2 separate regions of the Anas platyrhynchos genome follow, and region 2 is linked to region 1. The links are chromatin contacts, called in public Hi-C maps. All regions are on one chromosome and are shown on one strand. The core of a region is the stretch at or near the end of the contact, and the rest is flanking DNA. Distances in the headings are between cores, read along the strand shown.

Evidence for each region. Hi-C and Micro-C count contacts between places; a contact is called where the count stands out from the background.
Region 2: a contact with region 1 is called in a Hi-C map of skeletal muscle, with 1.7 times the contacts expected there. The contact joins the enhancer-like site here to the promoter of ELN in region 1. A contact is called at or near these places in 3 of 8 Hi-C or Micro-C datasets (liver, skeletal muscle and small yellow follicle).

Annotation. Positions count from the first base shown.
Region 1 is chr20:10,842,808-10,848,928 of IASCAAS_PekinDuck_T2T, forward strand. It overlaps ELN (elastin), which reads right to left and starts at 3,170. Exons shown (of 34, transcript XM_072026020.1): 1 at 2,977-3,170. The coding sequence starts at 3,055.
Region 2 is chr20:10,902,010-10,908,130 of IASCAAS_PekinDuck_T2T, forward strand. No RefSeq gene overlaps it. Among named protein-coding and RNA genes, the nearest start is that of METTL27, 34 kb to the right of the region's middle. Within about 2 kb of position 3,287, at least 2 of the 8 cell types and tissues checked have an H3K27ac peak or open chromatin away from gene starts, as enhancers often do. A contact at or near this core is called in small yellow follicle, where this site is marked.

The DNA of each region.
Region 1 (6,121 bases), core at 1,920-4,419:
GCTCAGAGGCTGCTGGCAGGCTGGGAAGGGAGGGTTTCTCCCTCATCCCCTTTTTTCCCCACAGGGCTAGGGCTTGACTGGACCCTGCACCCCAGGGCTCTATTTCCAAAGCTTTCCAAGAATTTGCATCTGAATGTACAGCCCTGGCTGCAGCAGGTGATAACCCATGGAGGTGCTTCAGAACCTGGAGTGGGGCGTTGTTTATAGAAAATAGGCTTTTTCTTCCATATTCCCGTACTGTTTGGTCACTACTACAGCTGCACTATTTCAGCCTGACCACTACTTCTATTATTCCATTTCCACTACCTGCAGTGTTACTTGCAGATTCCAGTCCAAGTGAGAAATGCAGATGGTTTCTGTATTCTACAGCTTATTTCCTCCCACATCCAAGAGCGGGCTGAGGACCCACAGCAGGACGGACATGCACAGCCTGGGCTCCACTGCAGCTCAGCCCCCTGCCCCGTGTCCTCAGCCCCGCGCCTCCATAGACCCCCCCGACCTCTTCCCGCGGGAGGCTCAGCGCTCAGCTGAGGCAGACGTTTCCCTCTTGCTGTGTGCTTTTTTGGGAGAATGGGTTTTGGAAACACGCAGTCTCCAGGCAACTTTGAAGTCGTGCCGTGTCCCGAGCCCACTGGTAGCAGCTCGGGAGGCCAGGCGGGAGCGAGAGCTAACGGGAGAGCGGGAGGCAGCCTCCAGAGCCTGGCTCCCATCCAGCCCCCAAGCCTCAGCTTTCAGAGCTTTCATCTCCGGGTGCCTGCGGACAGCCTGCACCCTGCGGCTCCTGCAAAGGGAGCAGCCCCGCCAGGCTGCTGCGGCGGCGGGGAGGGGAGATGCCATCGCAGCTGGGACGGTCCCCAGCACACACGGTGACACAGAGATCTGACAAACCCTCCTGGTGGCCTTGTCTGGGCCATGCCTGGTGGAGATGAAGGTGCCATGAGCTGACTTTTGTACCCGTTGCCAGCACCTCTTTGCCCAGCCCAGCTGCTCCTGTGCCCCTGAGCCTGCAGGGCTGGGACCCCCATGTCCCTCTGTCATCCCTGGGGTGTCACTCCCCGGGAAGCACTGAAGGATGGGTGCCCCCCTCCAAACGCCACACTTGGCACCTCTTACAGCAGCCTCCCCGTGCAGCCGCCTGAATCCGGCCCATGGGCCACGAACAACCCTGCAGCCCAGAGGGGTGCAAAGCAGCAGGGGCTGAGCCCAATCCACTGCTGGGAGCCTCCCAAATGCCACCAGCTCACCCCCTTGACTGAGCTCCCTCTGGGTGGGTGCACCCCCACCACCCTTGTGGGTGCCACTGGCCATGCCCCTGTCCCAGCTCGGCCCCCAAGGCTGGTTGAGCAGAGCTGAGCCTGTCCGGTCCAAAGCAGCACTCCAGGCTGCAGGGACATCGGTCACTCCTCCACGGGGAAATGTTCTCCAGTGTCCCCGGCAGCTCTGGGACCACCTCCAACACCCACTCCTCAGCGAGCTGCTTCCCAAAGCAGCAACCACCCCTGCAGCCAGAGTCTGGAGTGGGGCCCAGCAGCCCCAGACACTGTGGGATCTGACCCTGGGGCCAAAGTCACTGAGACTGCCCCAAATGGCAATTTCGTGAGAGCTGGTGAGCAAAGCCACCGTGGTTAAGCAAAGCCAGCAAAGAGCATCACTGCCAGGCACGGAGAGTGGCCAGGACTGAGCTGCATCCCATCAGGGATGGCTCCTGGGTCCCAAGCTACTCAGGATCAGGCACTGACAGCAGCTCAGCTCCATGGGTGCTGGCTCGGCACTGCTGGGGGTGACCCTGTGCACATGGCAGGGGACAGGCCAGCCGGGGGCCAGGGTCCTGGGAGCAGAGCAGGGCGCTGGTGGACGGAACTGCTGGCTGCCAACAGCAGCCCCGAGGGTTCTGCCTTGGGTGGCTCAGCACTGGCACTGCCCTCCCCTGCCCATGGGATCCTGCCTTGTCCCCACTCCGCTGGCCCCATGCAATGGTTCTGGCACTGTCCCCATCACTGCTGCTGCCTCTCCCCCTTTAGCCATTGCATTTTCCCCGTGCAGGCAGACAGGCACTGTCCCCCTTCAACCCAGCCCCAGCAGAGGTGACTGTCCCACCCCGAAGCACGCCGTCCCCACCTCGCAGCCCTTTGCCCAGTTTTGCCCTTGTGGGCAGCTCCACGTCTGTGCTGGGAGCAGCTCTCCCCTCTGCGTGCTCACGGCCCCGCCACGAAACACGAGCTGTCCCGTGGGCAGGCACCTGCTGCGTGAGCTGCTCCGGCTCCCTCCCGCAGTGCAGCGGGACACAGGGGGGCTCCCCGGCACACGGTGGCTTTTGTCCCCTGCCCTGGCACATGCACGTGCATGTGTGTGTGCCAGAGGTGCCACGCAGCCGCTGCGGCCAGTGCTGCCCAGCCGGGGTCTGGGTGGCACTGGGGACACACACAGCCACCCCGACACCGGTGACACAAGCACAAGAGGACGGCGCAGGGGCCAGACCAGGCACCGCAGTCCTGGGCCATGGTGCTCTGCAGCGGTGCCCAACTGGGGGCTTTGCCACGGCCACCACGCAGCAGCTTGCACACATGGGCTGCGGGATGCACACACACACACACACCCCCAGCCCACACCGGGATATACACCGGGAGGGCGATGGGGGTCAGCCCCCCGGCCCCTGGCACTTGCAGTGCTCACCCTGCCTGCACATCCCCAGTGCCTGGGCAGGATGCGGTGCCTTGGAGCCCCCCCGGAAAGTGCTTGGCAGTGCTGCCCCGGAGAGCTGAGCGTCCCCCCGGGTGCCATCCCACCCTGCCTGGGCAATGCATGCGGGGAGCAAGGAGCCCTCCAGGGAGGTGGCACCCAGGCGGGCTGCCCTGCCGCCCCCGGTTGTCCCCAAGGCAGGGCAGGGGCTGCTCGTCCCTCCTCAGCCGGGGCAGGATGGGGAGGTCCGGGCAGAGCCTCCCTGTGCTAAGGGGAAGGAGCCTTTTCTTTCCTTACCTCCTTGCTGGGAAGCCGGGAGGATGGAGAAGAGGAGGAGGACTCCGGGAAGGAGGGGTGCAGCTGCCTGCTTTGCCATCTCTTGAAGCAATGCCCCCGTGCTCTCGCAGTCAGTGTGTTTTATCCCAGAGCTGCTTAATTGTTGCTTCCAAGGATGTGAGGGGAAGGGGGGGTGTGGGGGTTGGAAGGAGGGAGGGGAAAAGGAACGAGAGAAGGGGGGAGAGAGGCACAGGACACTACGTCATGACGAAAGGGCAAACACACAAGCCTCTCCAGGCTATTGGGCTGTATTTTTTTTTCCTTTTTCTTTCCTTTTTTTTTTTTTTTTTTTTTTTTTTTTTTTTGTAATTTCTCTCCCTCGCCGCTCTCTCCAATTCTGGTGCGGCTCTGCCAAAATTGCAGGGGAGCTGCCAAGGCAGCCTCCGGCGGGAGGGGAGCGGAGGGGCGCGGAGGGGAGCGGAGGGGCCGGGCCGGGGTGGCACGGGGGTGGCACACCCCGGGTGGCACCGGGCCAGCGGCGGGGTGCAGGGGTGCAGGGGTGGGGGCTGCCCCGGCACGGCGGGGGCCCGGAGCGTCCCCCGGAGCGTGCTCGGGTGCCAGGTGAGGACCCGCCTGCAGCGGGGGGACGGAGGGACGGCAGGCGGGGGGACTGAGCGGCGTTAGAAACGAGCTGACGGGGGGCGGCCGAGAAGTGCCGCAGTTGTGGCGTTGGGGTTTCTCCCAGCTCGGTCCCCGCTTGTTTGTCCCCAGCGCCCCGATACCTGCAGCGGCCGGGGATGGGTTGGGACGGGGATGGGGATGGGGACAGGGGTGGCGACAGGGACCGGGACCGGGACCGGGACGGGGACAGGGACGGGGACAGGGACCGGCCCCGCTTCCCCTGCTCTTCCCCGAGGGGTCCCGGCCCCGACAGGGCCCGCGCTGGGGCTCGGGGAGGCGGCGGGGACCCGCGGGTTCGGGCCGCAGCCGCCGTGCGCTCGGCTCGGCCCCGCCGCCGCGGCCACCGCCCGCCGTGTCCCCGCCGCTCGGCCCTTGGTGGCCGTTAGGTGGCAGCCGTGGGGTGTCGGCCAGGAGGACAGGACGGGGAATTCGCGGAAAAACGAGCCGTCTGCGCCCGGGGCTGTCCGGCCGGGGGGGCACAGCGCGGCCCGGCCCCCTCCCCGGACGGGGTGTCCTGGGGACACGGCGCTCACCCCGAGGCCCGGCCGCCGACAGACACCGCGGCCCCCAGGCCCCGGAGCGGGGGTTCTTGGCCAGCGTGCAGCCGAGCATGGCTGCTCCGGGGCAAAACCGCGTGTCCCCCCCGCTTCCAGGCCGATCCCCCCACCCCGGGTGCAGCCCCGGCTGTGCTGGACCCGGCTCTGACCCCAGGGCGCAAACCCAGACGCAGCACGGGGCACCTCGAGGTGCTCACGACGAGCTCGGGGACAGGGAGCAGGTGCAGGGAAATGCCCCATCTGCACCCCCCCTCCCTCGTGGGCCTGTGCCCCTCAGCTCCATGCACTCCCTCCACGGCTTTAGAAACTTTTTTAGAAACTTTTGGGAGCACAAATAATCTGCAAATCCACCCATCTCCCTGCGAGAGGTGCGAGGTCCCCAGCCTGGATGCCCACTTGAAGACGTGAGCTGCATCCTTGCTCCCCTTCCTGGCCCGGCCACTTGCATTATCTCAGCTCCAACTTTATTTTAGAGAAAGTGCTGATGGCTGCAGCCCCCAGAAATCCAGGGGGTGAAAACTGAATAACACACCCAGTGCTGGAACACACTGAGGTGCAGGGGGCCATGCAGGAGCTGCTGGGACTCTGCACAGGCACCCATCTTGTGCTCACCTACAGCCCCACAAAAGGCTCTGGGCTGCAGTTTCGGGGATGGGAGGGGAGATGTGAAGGAGCACCCCACAATGCAGCGTGCACAGCCGGGCTGGCTGAGCTGAATGCTCACTGCTGATTGATGTAGTGCTCGAAGAAGGAGACGCACGGTTGTTAAACACAAGCTCTCTGTGCTCCAGCAAGGGCAGCAGCCCAGGAACAGACAGAACAGTGCAGAGCAGCTTTGCAGCAGCATGACCCATGGGCACGCAGACCCTGGTGGCACTGGCCAGGCTCCAGAGAACGCATCCCCAATACATGTACCTGCAAAACATGCAGAGAGCAGGACTGGGAATGTGGCCTTGCTGGAAATTGTAACTGGGGCAGCTGGACGTCTCTAGCAGCTTCCACCCCTTGCCAGTGAAATGGCTCTGACTTTTGAAAGCATGTTTTGTACCTAGAAAGAATAGAGGCAAGGCAAGCTTTCCCCGCCCCTGGCACTCACGCCTGAGACTGGGATCCAAGCCCTTTGCAATTTGGCCATGGCAGAGCCAAGCCATCCATGAGCTGCCCGCGGGGAAGGGCTGGGAGCTTTCACTGGAGTTTGCAAAGTGTCGGGGAAAAGCTGTGCAATTTGGCCAGCACCAGGAAGGCACAGTTATGGGCACGCTCCTATAAGCAAGGGAGAAGGCAGAAAGCAAGAGGCCCAAGTGGAAAAGATGCTGTTTGCTGCATAGCGCAATATCTGGGTGAGAAAACCTGCCTGGAGCAAGAGTGCCTGGGACTGCATCCAGGGCCGCGTGGCAGCGTGTGGTGGACCAAGAGGTGGTCGCCCCAGGGGTGCCTCGAGCACAGGGTCCCCGCTGCGGGTCTCCTCACCACAGCCAGCAGGCGTGGGCCACACGCTGTTCCCATTAACACCCCGAACAGCCTTGCCCGGCTGTTGCACGCCCAGGCACCCCGGTTGTCCCGGGGGTAGCACCAACAGGCCAAACACCGCCGTAAACACACCTTCGCCATAGCTACAGAGGAGCCCCACACCTGCCCCGGGGGGGGGACAGCATCCGGCACCGCGCGTGTTTACGGCGTTGTCATAGGAAACGCTGCTCGCTCCGGGATGCTGGCGGGCGTGACACAGCTTTACGGTGCCTGTGCGGAGCGCAGGGGATGCATAGCTCAAAGGAAAGCTATGTGTGAAGGGCAGATCATGGCCTCAGGGGAAGGGGCCCCCAGATGTGTCCAACCCCAGCACAAACCCAACATTGTCCAGCCGATGCTGCAGACCCTGTGGGGATGGAGATCTGTCCTTCCTGGGTCAGGGGATTTTCCTCTATCCG
Region 2 (6,121 bases), core at 2,037-4,536, 59 kb after region 1:
CAGGTGGGCTCAGAGACCTCAGCCACGGGGAGGAAAAACAGTGCTAAGTATCACTTATGCGCATAAATGTTCTTGATGTGATGATGAGAGCTATACATTACTGTGGTAAGGAAAACAGGGAGAGCATCCCCTACTGAAAGTATTTTGCAGCCCATGAGAAAGATTTCTTTGTTCTTGGTAGAAAAGTTGAGACTCTGCATTTTTTGGCTAAGACTTGGCATGTTCATTCCTGTGCTGAAGACACAATACTGGCTCTTGGAGATGATCCCAGTGTAAGAACAAGCAAAAGAGCTGGGAGGGGGGACCTCCATCTCCAGAGGCTTCCAAGCCTCAGGTGGACAAAGTCACAGCCCCCAGCCTCGTGCTGGAGAGGGTTCTGCCATGAGTCAGAGCCTCCAGAGCCCCCATCCCACCATACCATGGGGGGGCAGGGAAAGCCTCTCCCACCAGGAGGTGCAGGAGCTCAGTGTCCCAGCTGAGGACCATGTTTCACGCTGCTGGTCACACTCCTGCCAGCCTGACCCGGTCAAGGGCAGCCACAGGCTGGGCAAAGTGACTGCATTTGTGAGATGCTGATGGACAGCTGACAGCGCAGCAGCCACTGCACGTGCACGCATGGGGGACGGCGTACAGCAAACATGACAGCTCGCTGGTGTGGTTCCAGCCGATGCAGTGCACAGCTGCGGGACAGGTAATTCAATACTGCCCCGGATCTCAATTAGAGACTAAACAATATAAAAGCCACATGGCATACGTGAAAAGCAATCAAAAGCTGGCTGACTGTCAGCTCTCAGAAGTGGCTGTGAAGAGGCCCATCACTTATGAGGTTTGTTTTTAGTGAGTTCCTGCAGTCCTCCGCTATTTAACACTTCTGTGGATGAAGACAACATGATTAATGTCATTAGTGATTAATGGATGAAAAACATAATTAATATTGTTGGCAGATGGCACGGGCTGCAGAGGGAGAGAGCAACTACAATGCCCGATGGCGTGAAGCCACTCCAGCAGGAGCAGAGCAAGGACAGGGGGCTCTGGTCCCAAATCCACAGGCCAAGGGCCCTGAGCCCATTCCAGGGCTGGGGGCTCCATCCCAGGCTGCAGCCTGGGGGCCTGGCAGGTAATTCGTGAATGTGCAGTGACACAGAGGGGCTGGAGCAGAAGCAGGAAGGCTCTGGGTGTTTTGGTGTGACCCCACCGGGCGCTGGGCTCACTTCTTCATGTGGCCTTCACAGGGGAGGCTGGCTGGATGAAAGCTCCAAGAAGAGCCATAAAAATCACAGAATCAAGCAGTATCCTGAGTTGGAAGGGACCCACAAGGATCATCGAGCCCAGCTGCTAATGTCTGTGGAGAAGCAATCACACAGCAGTGGGACTCGCTGAGCCAGCAGGAACGGAGCGCTGGCCTCTGAGTCCTCCTCTCTGTTCAATGTGCAGAGATGTGGTGGGCAGGGCCTGGGTGCTCCATCTCTGTATTCTCACAGTCACATCAGTGGTGCTTTAGGACACTGATTGTGTCAGGAGCCCTTCCCCTCCAGAAGAAGAGGACTGTCCCCAGGGAGCAGTGGGATGTGCTCTGGGGAGCCGAGGTCCTGGGGTGGGCAGTAGGTACTGTCCCTTCCTCTTCTGGCTCCCAGAACTCTCCCAACACAGGGCAAAGGAGGCAAACACCACATAAAATCATAGAATAATAGAATCATTAGGGTTGGGAAAGACCTCCAAGATCAGCTGGTCCAACCATCCCCCTACCACCACCATCACCCACTAACCCATGTCCCTAAGCACCAGGTCCAACCTTTCTTTAAACACCCCCAGGGACGGTGACTCCACCACCTCCCTGGGCAACCCATTCAATGTCTGACTGCTCTTTCTGAGAATAAATGTCTGCTAATTTCCAACCTAAACCTCTCCTGGCACAACTTGAGGCCATTCCTTCTGGTCCTATCACTAGTTACCTGTGAGAAGAGGCCAACCCCCAGCTCCCCACAATTTCCTTTCAGGCAGTTGCAGAGAGCAATAAGCCCCCCTGTGAGCCTCCTCTTCTCCAGACCAAACACCCTCAGTTCCCTCAGGTGCTCCTCACAGGACTTGTGTCCCAGGCCCTTCACCAGCTTCACAGCCCTTCTCTGGACATGCTCCAGGGCCTCAATGTCCTTCTTGTAGTGAGGGGCCCAAAACTGAACACAGCACTCGAGGTGCAGCCTCACCAGCGCAGAGCACAGGGAGATGATCACCAGACGAGGGCAGGGATGTTCCTGGGCTCCAGGGAATTCCCAGGACAGGCTGGGGCACCCAGCTGGCAAGCAGCCTGGCAGAGAAGGCCCTGGGGGTCCTGGTGGGCACCAAGCTGGCCATGAGCCAGCAGCGTGCCCTTGGGCAAAGAAGGCTGATGGTATCCTGGGCTGCATTAGCCAAAGTGCTGCCAGCAGGTGGAGGGAGGTGATCCTTCCTCTCCACTCAGCATTGGCGAGGCCACACCTGGAGACCTGTGTCCAGTGCTGGGCTCCCCAGTAGGAGAGAGACCTGGAGCTACTGGAGGGAGTCCAACAAAGGGATACGGAGGTGCTGGAGGGCCTGGAGCCCTCTGCTGTGAGGAGAGGCTGAGAGAGATGGGACTGCTCAGCCTGGAGAAGAGCACGCTCAGGGGGACCTCATCAATGCCCGTAAATACCTGATGGGAAGGTGCAAAGAGGACGGAGCCAGGCTCCTTTCGGTGGTGCCCAGTGCCAGGACCAGAGGCAGTGGGCCCAAACAGGGGCACAGGAGGCTCCCTCTGAGCACCAGGCAGCACTTGTGTGCTGTGCAGTGACCGAGCACTGGCACAGGCTGCCCAGAGAGGTGCTGGAGTCTCCTCCTTGGGGATCTGCAAAGGCCACCTGCAGGTGGTCCTGGGCACCTTGCTCTGGGTGGCCCTGCTGGAGCAGGGTTGTCTCTGAAGGATCCAGAGGTCCCTGCCTGCCTCAGCCGTGCTGGGATTCTGTGAGCCTTATGGCACCCACACACGGTGCTTTGCTTCCCTTCACCCAACTTAGAAGGGTCACGATACTGCCCCTGCCCTGTGTCTGCTGCTTTGAGGGATGAGCAAGATGGAGGCAGGAGAGCTTGGGGCAGCCACAAGTACAGGGGCACAGGGCACAGCGAGCAGCTGGTCCCCACTGCAGGAGCAGGACTGTCCCGCAGCAGCCGTGTCCCCAGGAGGTGGCCGCAGCACGCAGCACACCCCAAGGTGCTCCAGCCACGCTGTGACAGCTGGGGCCACATCAGCACCACCGGGCTGGGTGGCCCAGACCTGCAGGGCACTGCTGGCTGCCACCGGGGGATTGCTGTGACTCAGTGACACTTGTTAGTTAGTACAGGGTTTCCTCTGCAGGAACGGTGAGCTCATGTCCCTCCCTGGGCACTGCCACTACTGGGACCTGCGGGAGGCAACAGTGGCACTGGTGCCCCGAGGTGCTGCTGCTCTCAGGGGACGGACAGATGGACAGACGGATGGACGGCAGCCAGGGGAAGCAGACATGCGTGTGTGGGGAGGAATGTTTGCTCTGAGCGGGTCCAGCCCCTGTGCTATTTCTGGTCCCAAGAGGCCCTGAGGGAGGGCTGTTTATCAGGGATAGACTGTACCAGATTGACTTGGCACCTTTAAAAAAATCAACAAAGCTCTTTTTTTTTTTTTTTTTTTAAAGACAAGGTAATTGCTAGGAAGGCTGGAGAAGGAGGCGGGTGACACGGGATCATCTAGGCTATAAGGGAGAGGAAAGGGAGAGGACAGACTGTGCTGGAGCAGCAGGCCAGGCAGCTAGCAGACACAACACAGTTTTGGGTCAAAATCATCTGGATCTCTGGGGAACAAGAGGCACAGTGAGGGACACAAAGGTCAGGAGGTCTCAGGACAGCAGCAGGTGAATGGCATTGACGACTGGAGTAAGGGAAAGTTGGCGCGATGTGACACTGCAGGAAGGTTTTGTGCTTAGGGCCGATCATGTGGGCCACATAAGGCTTTGGTGGGAGCCCCCAGGAGAAAGGCATTCTGCAGATGTCACCCTAAGCCAGCAACAATGGGTGGCCATGTCACGAGGATCAAAGGGTCAAAAGGATTCTGGGGTCACAGAAGTCAGGATCCTCAGATCAAGGAGCTGGGATGCTTGGGGTTGGGACCTGCCACCTCTGTGCTGGTGCTTGTCCACCACATGCCCTCTTCTGGGATGCACAGACCAGTGGTGGAGCTGTGCACAGGTGTCCGCACACTTCCCTGAGGTCCTGGAGTCTGCCCATCATCTCATGGCCATCTCCTGTCCAGGCACATGCTGAACTGATGCTGTCAGTGGGGACATCTTGGCCACTTGGAGGAGGGGACACAGTCTGCACAGAGCAACTGAGCTATGTCAGGGGATGGAAGTGGTCTGTAAGTGTCAGGGATGCCCGAGATGGGGAACAGACACCTTTCAGGTGTCCATGTGGGACTGGAGGTGCCACTGGACACAAGATGGACCCATGGAGGATGCACACTGGGTGTCCTGAGCACATGGTGGTGTCAAGGCAAATGGGACAGCTCTCAAGTCGTGGGGAGATGCCAGCAGCAGGAGACACCTTTACCCAATTCAAGGAAGCTGGAAGGACCCACAGTGCTGCTGGTAGAACAGGAGGATGCAAGGCATGAGCAGGAGCTGCACGGCTACAAGCTGTGGATGTTATCAGCCACCGGACACACTTGAGCTCAAGCCTGGGGTTTTCCTGGCTGGGGAATGGGGCCAGCAGTGGCTTAGGGCTGGGGCTGGGGACATGGATGGCGATGGCGATGGCGATGGCTCTTGTCCACGCGTCTGCAGGGGCTGGGCTGGGATGGAGAGCTGGGTGCCAGCCTTGGCCATGCCAGGGCTTTCCACATGCGCAGCCATGGCCCAGGGGAACACGCAGGGAGCACAGCCACCCCCACCAGGGCAGTGCATGGCAGGGCAAGAGCTGGCACAAGGCGGGCGCTGCCGCAGCCAGAGACTCCTTCCAGGAAGGCTGGCCCACGCAGCTCTCCAGGACTTGGTCTCTGGCACCAGAAGCTAACTTCTAGGAACTCCTGGCTGCCTGGGAAAGCAGCGGCCGCCCGCGTATCTCCAGCCTTATAAGGAGCTTGTCGTGCACGTCTGCACTGCTCCGGCCTCCTCCAAGCACCGCAGGCACCCCACAGACATGCAGCACCGAGCAGGGAGCTCTGCAGGGAGCAGAGGTGGGGCAAGGCAGGGTGGCACCCAGGAACCCTGTGGCACCCAGGAACCCTGTGGCACCCAAGTTTCAGAGGCAGTGGAGGGGTGGCAAAGAGCCTGGGCAGGTTTGAGGGCTCTTAGGAGCTGAGTGCCAGCAGAAGATGCTGAGGTGCTTCACCATGGCACCTCCCCTGAGCACACAGCCTGGCTGCACAGCACGAGGGCACCCGTGTGCCAGTGTGTGAGCACACGCAGATTGCGTGCACACAACACTGTGCCTCCTTCTCTGCACACACGTGTGTGCATGGACACAGCTCTCTCAGTGCGAGCTTGTCTGGGTGCCCCTGGGAGGTGTGTGTGACCCATGCCCATGTTAACAAGCATGGTCCCAGCCATGTCACTCCCAGAAGAAATCTCAGGGCTTGCCAAGGGACACAGCTTCCTCCAATTGTCCCTGAGCAGTGGTGCTTGGGCTGGCACTGGGCCTTGGCACCAGGACTCACCCATGGCCTTGGCACCAGGGTGACCATGGTCAGCATCATGCTAGGTGGGGCGCCAAGATAAGGGACCCAGATAACCAAGTGCCAAGGTCGCTAAGGCACCAGGACAGGAGGTTTCAGGACATGCACCTTCCGGAGGAACACCTTGTCCCTAACAGGGGGTCACAGCCAGGAGTGCTGCCTGTGAGATCCACCATGTCCTGCTGCTGTTGTGGGGTGCAGGGGCACCCTGTTGTGGTGACCCCATATCCTACTGGTGCTGTAGCCTGTGAAGCAGGGCTAGTGGTCAGCAGTAAGATGGAACACCGTGGACATCACCCAGCACCAGAGATAGCACAGAGTGGGCTCAGTCCTTTCCATCCATGAGGTCACAGAGGACCAGGAGACCATGCTGGAGCCCTGCTGGGACCCACTGCCAGCCCCACGGGC